Regions from separate parts of the Gossypium hirsutum genome. Here all the other regions are linked to region 2. A link is a contact called in public Hi-C data. All regions are on one chromosome and are shown on one strand. Each heading gives the region's core, a stretch centred on a gene start, on an enhancer-like site or on the middle of the called end of the contact. The rest is flanking DNA. Distances are from core to core; before and after follow the strand shown.

Region 1 (3,470 bases), core at 494-2,993, 76 kb after region 2:
ATACTGCCACCATGCACGGGCGCTTCTGTGTTCTGTCTCCCACTAACGAAGTGTTGGGTAGGGGTCGTGTATTCCTCTCGGACAGTAGTAGATGTTGAACTCACAAATATTTCATTTGGCGATGAAAATTGTACATATAACTCAAGATAGGGTGATCCATTAGCGAGATGAGTCTTCACCATCGCCTCAAAGCTACGACCACATTTGATATCAAATTAGTCATATATCATGGGATCAACCGAAACACAAAATCTATACTTAATAGAAGAAACCCTCATTGGCGTCATTCCAAAAATTTTGCTCCTAATTCTTTTTACAAAATTCTGTAAAATCTATACTCTGGTTAAAAACCAATCGATGTCACGAACCTCACCATCATAGTAAATAATAGCACTAATATGTTCACTCATCTTCAATTTCTATTCTGCTTAGCCTCTCTAATTTTCTTGTTGCAACTGATGCAACCTGAGAATGAAATTTGCCTTATTTATAGTCTAAGGCCAAACATGAACTACTGTAGAAAAAAAGCGTCCACGTGGGAGCCTTTTTCAATAATTTTGCTGACAGTGCATCTTGCTTGAAGCATTTTTTACATTATTTATTCATAAACGTCTTCTCAAAAATATTTTTTTTTAAAACTACTGTCAAAAAAAAGCGTCCACGTAGGAGCTTTTTTCAGTAATTTTGCTTACAGTGCATCCTGCTTAAAGCATTTTTGACACTATTTGTTCAAAAACGTCTTCTCAAAATTATTTTTTCAGGGTAAAAATAGTCAATTTTGTTAAAAAAAAACTAAACACAATATTATTTTTTTTAAAAAATAAATCCTAATTTAATTAATTTTAACCTTAAACCCTAATCCCTAATTTAATTTATTTATTTAAAACCTTTAAACCCTAATTACTTAATTTATTTAAAAACCATAAACTTTAATTTAATTAATTTTTAAAAAAGAACACTAAATCCTAATTTACTTTTAAAACTTCCTAAAACACTAAACCCTAAATCATTAAACCATAAACTATAAACCTAAATTATTTTAGCAAAACCTTAACCCTAAAAACCTTAAAAAACCCTAAACCAAAAAAAAAACTCTAGGGACTGAACATGCAAAAAATCATAACCTAGAAAAAGCACGGAGCAAAATGCGCCCCTAGGGGAGCGTTAAAATGCGCCCCTAGGGGAGCGTTTTTGCCACATCAGCAAAGCACGTCCACTTCAGCTCGTTTTGTGCTGACATAGCAAAACGTTCCCCAGAGGCGCGATTTGTTGGAAATTTCCCCTAAAAACGCTCCTACGTGGACGCGTTTTGCCAAAATCGGCTCTTTCCAGTAAATAATGCTAAAATCGACCCATTTCTGTAAATATACTTGAAAATGGACCTTTTTAAGTAAATTAGTCCAAAATAGTATAACTTAAATAAATGATAGGATAAAAATTGGTTATAAATTTTTAATTGAATTAATGTTATAAATTAAATAAATAGACAACAACTTAATTGAAAAATTATTAAAATATTTTTATTTTTATGAAGTAAATTTCATATCATTTAAATAAAATGGTAACGTGAATGAAAGGAATTTTTAAAATTTGAACTTAATTAATATTGTGAGTGATAAATAAAGATGTAAGAGAGGAGATTGTGGGAAGAGAAGAAAAACAAAAAGGTCCCACCTGAAGAGTCATGCATGTGATGTTGGTGGGGAGTTGAGGTATTAAAATTTAGTGAGACGGAACAATAATTAGGCTATTGAGAGAGAGCAGCAGCTATAAATAATTATTAATTACTTGGAGTGTTTTCTTTCAAAGCAAGTGAGGGGTTTAGGGAAAATAAAATAAATATCGCAATGGAAGCTTCTAATGTCTGTACCTAACACCTTTGAAAAAAAAAAAAAAGAAAGTGATGAATTGAAGAAAAAAATAATCAATGGTTCAATAATACTGAATTATTGATTAACATAATATATAATTAATTCAATAAATTTAATATTTTAAATATACGAAATGTCTTTTAATTAATACCGGATTAAGTAAATCAAATAAATAGACATAATAAAAAATTTAGTCTTTAATATTTACATCTTTTACATTTTGGCCCTTATTTTATTTTTGAGTTAAATTTGACATTTAATGTTTTAGAAAGAGTCGAATTGTTTCTTTTAATAGAAATATCGTTTAAAACATTAAAATTTTAAACATGACAACATGTATAGTAATTTATGTGTACTTTATGCTAATTTTTCTTAATTTTAATGAACTATATAGTTTTTTTTTTAATTTTACAATTTTATAATTATTTGTTGATGCAACAAATAAGATAAATAGTGGCATGTCGACAGGAAGTATGCATAGATTGTCACGTGGGTTGTCATGCTAATATTGTTAAAAATTTAATATTTTAGTAAGAATTTCCATTAAAAAAATAATTTAGCTTTTATTTAGTTTTCAAATTAAATTTCAGCTCAATTATTTTTGTAATGAAAATAACTTTTGCTTTGCTTTTTCAAGTTATGGATTTTAATTTCCTTAGGTTTCATTTTTTTAAATTTATATTATCTTTAAAAATTGCTTGGGGTAGATTTATTCTAATAGAAATTCAATAAAGAAGCATTTTCTTATTAGTTTATATTTGATTTAGAATTTGTTTACAACATCCACAATAGTTAGTATTATTATTGCTCTTAATTTGTTTGTAATTGGCATATGTTATGTGGTTGTTCATGAAAGCCACTCAGCCACCCCCTGATGAAAGCTTAGCCTTAACGATTTTGCTTTGTGTTTGGTAATATAAAAAAGAAATCCTATTGTTTGGTAAGACAAACACACACTAAAATGAATATAAGAAAACATATATATATTTTTAAAATTCAATATTTTTTTCTAAATTGTTTCTTTTCGTTTCGTTTCATCTTTCATATCAAACATAATTACAATTTTAATTTTTTTAATAAAAAATATCCTCACCCAATTTCTTTCTTTCTTCATATGAATTATTGTGTTAATGGCATGGCCATGGATTAATTTTGGCTGCTTTTGCAATTTCAAATTTGGGTTCTGATTTTCACTTTGACCGTCGAAGTGCACTATATAGTTTTTTTAATCAATCGAAATATATTTAGCTTTAAATTAAAATAAATTTAGACGAAGAATTAAACTTTTAACTCCTTGCCATTATTATTGAAAATTTTAAATACTAAATAGAGTTGATGATACAACTAAAAGCTACATTTAAGCATAATTTTTAAGAAAAAAAATATTTAGTATACTATCAATATTGTTTTTAGACCCTAGAAATAAAATCAATGATTGATAAATATTTTATAAGGCATAGTAAAATATATAAAAAAAATATTAAATAAAAGAGACAGATGACAAATTTTTAAAACTGTTTGTAGAAATTCAAAAAATAAATGAAAATATTGAAAAAAAAATCATAATTTAATGATAGAATAATGATTTAGTCGTGTTGG
Region 2 (3,278 bases), core at 528-3,027:
CCGCAATTTAAATCAACAGTCAATGAGATTCATTTGCCAAGAATTTTAAGGTTTTACTGCTTATAAAACCATGAAAAGGAAGAATTGTTTGGTGGATTTACCATGTAAGTACCAAAACAAGAGAAGGTGAATTACATTTACAGGTCCCACCTCTTCTCTGTTTGCATAGATTTAGGAAGATAATGTTGGGCAGGTAGGGAGATTTATGTGGAAATTTAACATGGGGGCACAGTTCTGTGAGAGGAGGGCCCAATAAATTTAATTCAAAAAAAAAAAAAAAAAAGAAATCAACTTTTTTGGGGTAAATTTATAAATAGTCACCCAATTATTATTGTATTTTTGTTTTCACCATCAGGGTTTTTTTTTCTTTTAGTTATTGGTGGTATTAAAATTTAATATTTTGATCACTCTTTCATTAAATTACTAAGAGAATGTCTATGTGACTTTTTTATTGGCATAATAACAAATTTAGCCTTCTAATATTTATAGATTCTATTAATTTGATTCTAATTCTAAAAATTTCAACAAATTTTATCCTTAATTTTATACATTCTAGTAATTTAATATTGATTCTTAAAAGATAAAAAATAAAATTTTTAAACTTTAAAAATATAAAAAATATTTAACAATTCATTTTTCGATAAAAATACATAAGATTTATAAAAAAAAACACATAGAATTATAAATAAATGAATATCTATTATTTTCTAACATGAAATTTATTTATTAAAACAATAATTTTATAAATAAATTAATTTTTTAAAAATCCACAATCTTTTTCATTTTTTAGTTTTATTTATTATACATCCAGCCTTGTTCTTTAGTCCTCACAAAATTTATTGACTAAGGGGTCCACTTTCACCCACAATCACCAACACTAATAACTCTTACTCCGAACTCTTTGATTTCCACATCCATTGTTGTCGTGCCATAGAACTAGGAATTTGTTGTAGAGCTACTAACATAACACAACCTCATCCTCATTCATATATTCCCAATCATACTTGCCCTCAAGTAGAATCTCAAAGGCAACAAACTATTTTGGGAAACAATCTAAAGACATTGATTTTTATCCTTTTCAATCTTAGTTTGTAGTTTTTGACCCAATCTGAATATAATGGTGGTTAATGTTGAAAGAAAAGGGAAAAATTGACTATGCCTAAGTCTTCTTCATAATTTTTCTCCCTTAAATTATTTTATTTATATAATAATTATTTTAATAAATAAATGTGATGTTAGAAAGTGAGAAAAGTAGATAATTATTTATAATTATTTTATAATTTTATGTATTTTCATGGAAAAATAAACTTTTAGATAATTTTTAATTTTTAAAATTTAAGAATCATGATTAAATTGACAGAATGTAAACCCTATATGATGGTTTGATGGTCAAAAGTGTTTACTGCCTCAAGTGTGGCTTCGACTAGAGTCGTGTTAATCGCGTTTGTTATGCAGCTTTACTCTATTATTATAATTCACTAAAAAAATTAACCGAATGTATAAATGTGAGATCTAAATTTATTATTTTATCAATAGAAAAAAGGCACGCCAACATTCCGATGAAAATATTAAAATTTGATAATGAAGAATTTTAAATATGTTAATAGTTGGATGAGAATTTATAAAAATTAAAAGCTGATGGGAAATGAGATGGTTATAATGCAGACATAAGTCGTTGTTGAGAAGAAAGAGTTTGATTGGCCATTGAGATCCATCCATGGCATTGGCCCATACCCATCTGACCTAACCATTTCAAGTTTGAACTGTACACCTCTCAGCCACATACTTTTTATTTATATCTTATCCCCTTTCTCTCTCTCTCTCTCTCTCTCTCTCTCTCTCATCATTATTTCGGAACTCTTTTCCCCACCACCTACGCTTTTGCTACCTATCTCTACCATAACATGCCCCCACCCTTTCTTTCTTTATTTTTGCCCTAATTGTCAAACAGTACAATTTCACCCTTGGCCACTAACAATCTTCAAATGATTTGCTAATTTGTTGGTTTTAACTAAAACTATGAGAAAAAATTAAAAATTTCAACCAAGTCTTTGTTTGTATTAGCAAAAGCAGAAGCCCATATTTGAATTAAATGTTTTTTTATGGCAAAATTGATTTGAGTCATCACGTTTTCAAATGAAACGTGTAAAGAAATTAATTTTAGGAGGGGAACAAAATGCATGCACCTCTGCCCTCTGCATTATTAATATCACAACTTTTTATTTTGACTAACTCTTAAATACACCAAGCTATTACTTTCTATCATATTTTGACCAAAGATAATCCTAGGACATTGAAAATTTTGGTTCAATTCCAATTTGTGATTAACTTTATAAGTTGTATCAATTTTCTAAAAAAAAAAAAAACCCAAGGTGGAAAAGGTTAGAACTATCAACTATCCATTGAGTTGCGCTGTAATCTGATTTTATAAAAAGAGAAAGAAATCTTCTGAAAAAAACTTGAATTTACTATTTATTAATATTAAAAATTTCAAATTAATTTTATTAATATTTATACGAACTCCATCGGAAGCTTACAGGGCGGAGAAAGAGGGATTAGGAGTAGGACCCACAAGTGGTGTGCGAAGAGTGGGTCCCTATCGCCGCAACGGTGCACATGAGCCTACGTCCGATGCCTTTTCCCAACTCCAACTACCACCCCAAAAGGGAGGAGTTGGTACCCTGTGGGACACACACACAATACCTTTTCCTTTTCTTTCCATTTCACTCCCATCTTTTCCCCCTAATTACAAACCTACCATTCCATTCTCACTTTTTTTAAATTATTAATTACTAGTAATTCTATTTCATGCACGTCGGTATACAAAATAAATTGAAAATAACATTAAACAAACAATGAAATATATAATCTAAAATTAATAATAATAACATAGCATGTTATGGTTTTGTACTTCAATTATTTTTTAACTCGAATTATCATTTTTCTTAGCATGTAAAAATATTATCATATTAGGAAGTATTGTTTAATATGTTATTAAATGTTAAAATATTATTATATTGGTGATAGAAAAATTTGACATTAAAATAGAGTCATAAAAAATTTATGTAATAATTAAATTATAGGTTGATAAATATTTCTTTAAAAATAGACATATAACCATTTATTTGTAAAGTAAATAAAAATTTTATCATCCATACATCAAAAAGTTAATTAAACGATAATTGGAAATTGAAGCATAAAAATGTTCTAAGATGATTTGATCTTGTGATTGACACTCTTTGGATGATTATTTTTCTTTAAAAAAATAATCATATTAT
Region 3 (3,641 bases), core at 584-3,083, 100 kb after region 2:
TTGCTTACTTGTCCATTAACTACCTTCAAGAGAATGACGTGGCAAATTAATTTAAATATTTAATTAATAATTTAACCTTTAAACTGTAGCTAAAATTGTATTTTCATACTTTTTAAAAAATTAACCATAATTCTAAAAAATTTTAAAAAAATCTTAAAAGTTATAGGAAAAATATTTTTAAAAAGTATTAAAAATATATATTTTTTAAAAATCTACTACCAGCGTTTCTTTTTTTTTCCTTAAGAAATCAATGTCAGATTTCCATTAAAAATATTAAATCAAGTTTTATTAACTTAGTTATATTTTTTTCCTTAAGATATATCCATTAAAAGAAAATCAAATCAAGTTTTATTAAAGCAAAAACTTATACTCAAAGAAGCTCTTTTTTTAGTGAATTATAGTGTTTTTTTTTTGAAAAATTGAGCTCTCTTTTAATAATGGGGAAACATTTCTATTTTCAATAAAATTCTCCATTTGATGAGAATTATCTAATACAATGAGATACTAACCTTATCTATTGAAGATGCTCTTCAGTATAATTCTAAAGCCACCCATTTCAATAAAATCATGGATTTATTACTTTATAAATACAATCAAACCAAAGAAACACCACATTTACAGTAAATACAATCTTTTGATTATGCATCTTTTTTGGCGACAAAGAAGAAGATGAAGATAAGGAACTCCTTTTGTGCTTCTCCACCTCCGGGTGATGCAATGGCTTAAGCGGTTTTATTTTAAATTAAAATTCCACTTGTTATATTTTATTTCTTCTCATAAATTTAAAACATTATTTTCTAAAATTTCAAAACCCATAGAGTCATTGTTTAGAACTCAGAAATTTATATTAAAAATTCAAAACTTAAAAATTGTTAAATCGATTAATTTCAAATTAAAGCTTCTTTAAGTATTAGACAATAAGATCTTTAAACTGGAAAGTTTGTAATAGCTAAGGGGATGCAGAAATGAGTAATCGAAATTTTATATACCATGAGGAGATACAAAAGCATAGGAGACAGGAAAAGTAAACATTAAATAAATTTTTATGTATCTTTTAGTTGGAAGTATGGGCGATTAAGATGAAGCCGAGCATGACAAAAGTATGAGAAATTTGAAAGTGAGTAATTAAAACTTTTAATTGATTTGTTTTTTTTTTTTGCTTCAATCAAGTTTTTATTTATTTAGTTTTGGCTTCAATCAAGCATGAGAAATTTTTTGGTTTTTCTCGGTTTTGTAAAATAGGGAAGAAAGTCTTGTATAAAGATGATGGTTTTTGGGTTTCAACTCGAAAGTTTAATAATATTTTTTAAGATTTTTTTAAGTATATATTTTTAAATTTAGAAATTTTGTATTTATAGTTTTTAAAATATTTTAACATTATCTTTACTATTTTTAATAATTTATATTTAATTTAAGATTTTTTTAAAATTTTTAGAATTATTGTTAAAAAGAATTTTTAAAAAATCAAAATGATATTTTATTTATAGTTCAAGTACTAATTAGTTATTAATCATTTAATTTAACATTTCACGTCATTATTTAACAAAAAAATTTAATAGATAAACTAATTTGCACGTTTCAAAATATATAGGACTAATTTATCTATTTTTTCAATAAAGAGATCGAAATATAATTTATCCCTAAATAGAGAGATTTGTTTGGTATTTTTACCATTGCAGTGGTGATATGGGAAAAAAAACTTTCCAAGTGGATTGGCTATTCTTGTGCATAAATCATAATATAGATATGGTAGTTGTGCTTCTTTAACCTATTGGTATACTACTATACATGAGAGTGAGAGCGAGAGGGGGGGGGGTTTCTAGAAGACTTGGAGGTTGGGTTTGTAAGGTTGGGATAACGAAACAAAAAGGCAATAAATATGATATTTATATATGAGTGTGGTTGTAGCTATATCAAAGTGGGCTTTGGTTCACCTTCCATTTTTATTTTCCCCAGCCTTGTGGTGTAAGTTTGGGCAGCAAATAACAAAGGGGCAGCAAATATGATTCATTTCACTTTTTTCTTGTATATCTTTTGCTGAAAATTTTGGATATTAGTAAATGTTATTTGTTACTCATCACCCAACAATTAAAGTTGTGAAGATGAAAAAGGGCAACATTAAATCCTAATCATTAAAATTAAGAATCTAACACTCCAGCTTCCAAAAAGTAAAGAAAAGAAACACTCTACATACAAAATGCATGATAATTGACTTCTCATTTATGAAACTTTAAGTGGACCAGAGAAGAAACCTAATGAGCAAATCGATTTGATTTTTTGATAAAATCTTTATCATCTAACATATTAATTTTAAGAGATATTAACCTCAACTTAACAATTAGGTTTAGATCAAGTTTAGCTTCTGAATTTAACAATTAGATTTGATAGCGTGACATTCTAAAATTGTGTCACATCATCACTTAAAAATTAAAAATTTTATATGAATTTTTAGGTGATAAAATGGTATAATCTTAGAATATCACATATAATGTTTTAATAATCAGATCAATAGTTGAACCGATTAGACCACCAATTCCTGATTCAATTGGTTTGATCATTCAACTTCTAGACCAATAATAATTAAATAAATAATTAAAATTCATAAAAAATTAAAAAAATAATCGATTCAACCTATTTAACTACTAATTTTTGTCTTAGTTTTCGATTTTATTAGTTTTGAGCAGTTTCTGATCCAATCGGTTCAACACCTTTGTTTAAACTAGTATACTAATTGTTTTTAGTCTAATCGACCCAACCAACCAATCGAGTCATATTCCAATAACGTTAGTCACATTATCAAATCTTGATAGAATTTAAGTTCAAGACCAAAATGGATCTAATTGTCAAGTTCAAGTACTAAAGTGAACAAAAAAGAATATAAGCACCAAAGTAGACTTAATTGCTAAGTTTAGAGGCCAAAAAAATTGTATTATCCTACTTTTTTTAGTGATCATGGTATGGTAACTTGTGCGATAATCTACAAGTAATTCATACTGACATGACACTACCTGTCATACATGTTAGGTCCATAGATAATTGAAGATCATAAAGATATTCAAAAAATAAAAATTTTTAGAAAACAACTAGCATGAAATACACGTGGATTGTCATACGAGATATTAAGTTTAAAAATTAATATTTCTATTAAAAATATTTTGGAATCTTTTTAATAAATTGATAAATGAATTTCACTTAAAAAGTATAAATTAAAACGACAAAAAGAATAAATATTAAAAAGTAAATTTATTATTTATGTCTAATGTAATATACAAGAAAAAAAAAAACGCACCTAAGTACTATCCATTTGTTTTTATCTTCAAATTTTTTGAACAAACATCCAAATAAGCTTTACGTCTGATAAAAGAGTGGTAGGTAGGTACATTTTACGTCATTCAATTTAAGTTTGGCATCAACTTTCACTAGCAAGGAGTAAAAGTGGGCAATAGATTTTTTTTTTAAATCAAGGTGTACACCAATTAATTTTTTTATTGATGATATTTTTAAATAGTTGATCATAAAATGTATTTTATTTTTATGAGTAGAAGTTTAGTCTCCAACCTTATAATTAAAAGATAAGATGAATAAATATCATACATCATTTAAAATGAATAAACATCATACCTCATCATATAACACCCCTG

The links. A called contact is a pair of places that touch in the nucleus more often than the background predicts.
Region 1: a Hi-C map of leaf shows a contact between it and region 2, with 1.9 times the contacts expected there. The contact joins two enhancer-like sites. A contact is called at or near these places in 4 of 34 Hi-C or Micro-C datasets (fibers and leaf).
Region 3: a contact with region 2 is called in a Hi-C map of leaf, with 2.8 times the contacts expected there. The contact joins two enhancer-like sites. A contact is called at or near these places in 4 of 34 Hi-C or Micro-C datasets (all in leaf).

The regions. Positions count from the first base shown.
Region 1 is chrA12:6,747,529-6,750,998 of Gossypium_hirsutum_v2.1, reverse strand. No RefSeq gene overlaps it. Among protein-coding and RNA genes, the nearest start is that of LOC107932573, 6.3 kb to the right of the region's middle. Within about 2 kb of position 1,743, at least 3 of the 9 cell types and tissues checked have an H3K27ac peak or open chromatin away from gene starts, as enhancers often do. A contact at or near this core is called in leaf, where this site is marked.
Region 2 is chrA12:6,823,845-6,827,122 of Gossypium_hirsutum_v2.1, reverse strand. No RefSeq gene overlaps it. Among protein-coding and RNA genes, the nearest start is that of LOC107932580, 28 kb to the left of the region's middle. Within about 2 kb of position 1,777, at least 3 of the 9 cell types and tissues checked have an H3K27ac peak or open chromatin away from gene starts, as enhancers often do. A contact at or near this core is called in leaf, where this site is marked.
Region 3 is chrA12:6,724,008-6,727,648 of Gossypium_hirsutum_v2.1, reverse strand. No RefSeq gene overlaps it. Among protein-coding and RNA genes, the nearest start is that of LOC107932573, 17 kb to the left of the region's middle. Within about 2 kb of position 1,833, at least 2 of the 9 cell types and tissues checked have an H3K27ac peak or open chromatin away from gene starts, as enhancers often do. A contact at or near this core is called in leaf, where this site is marked.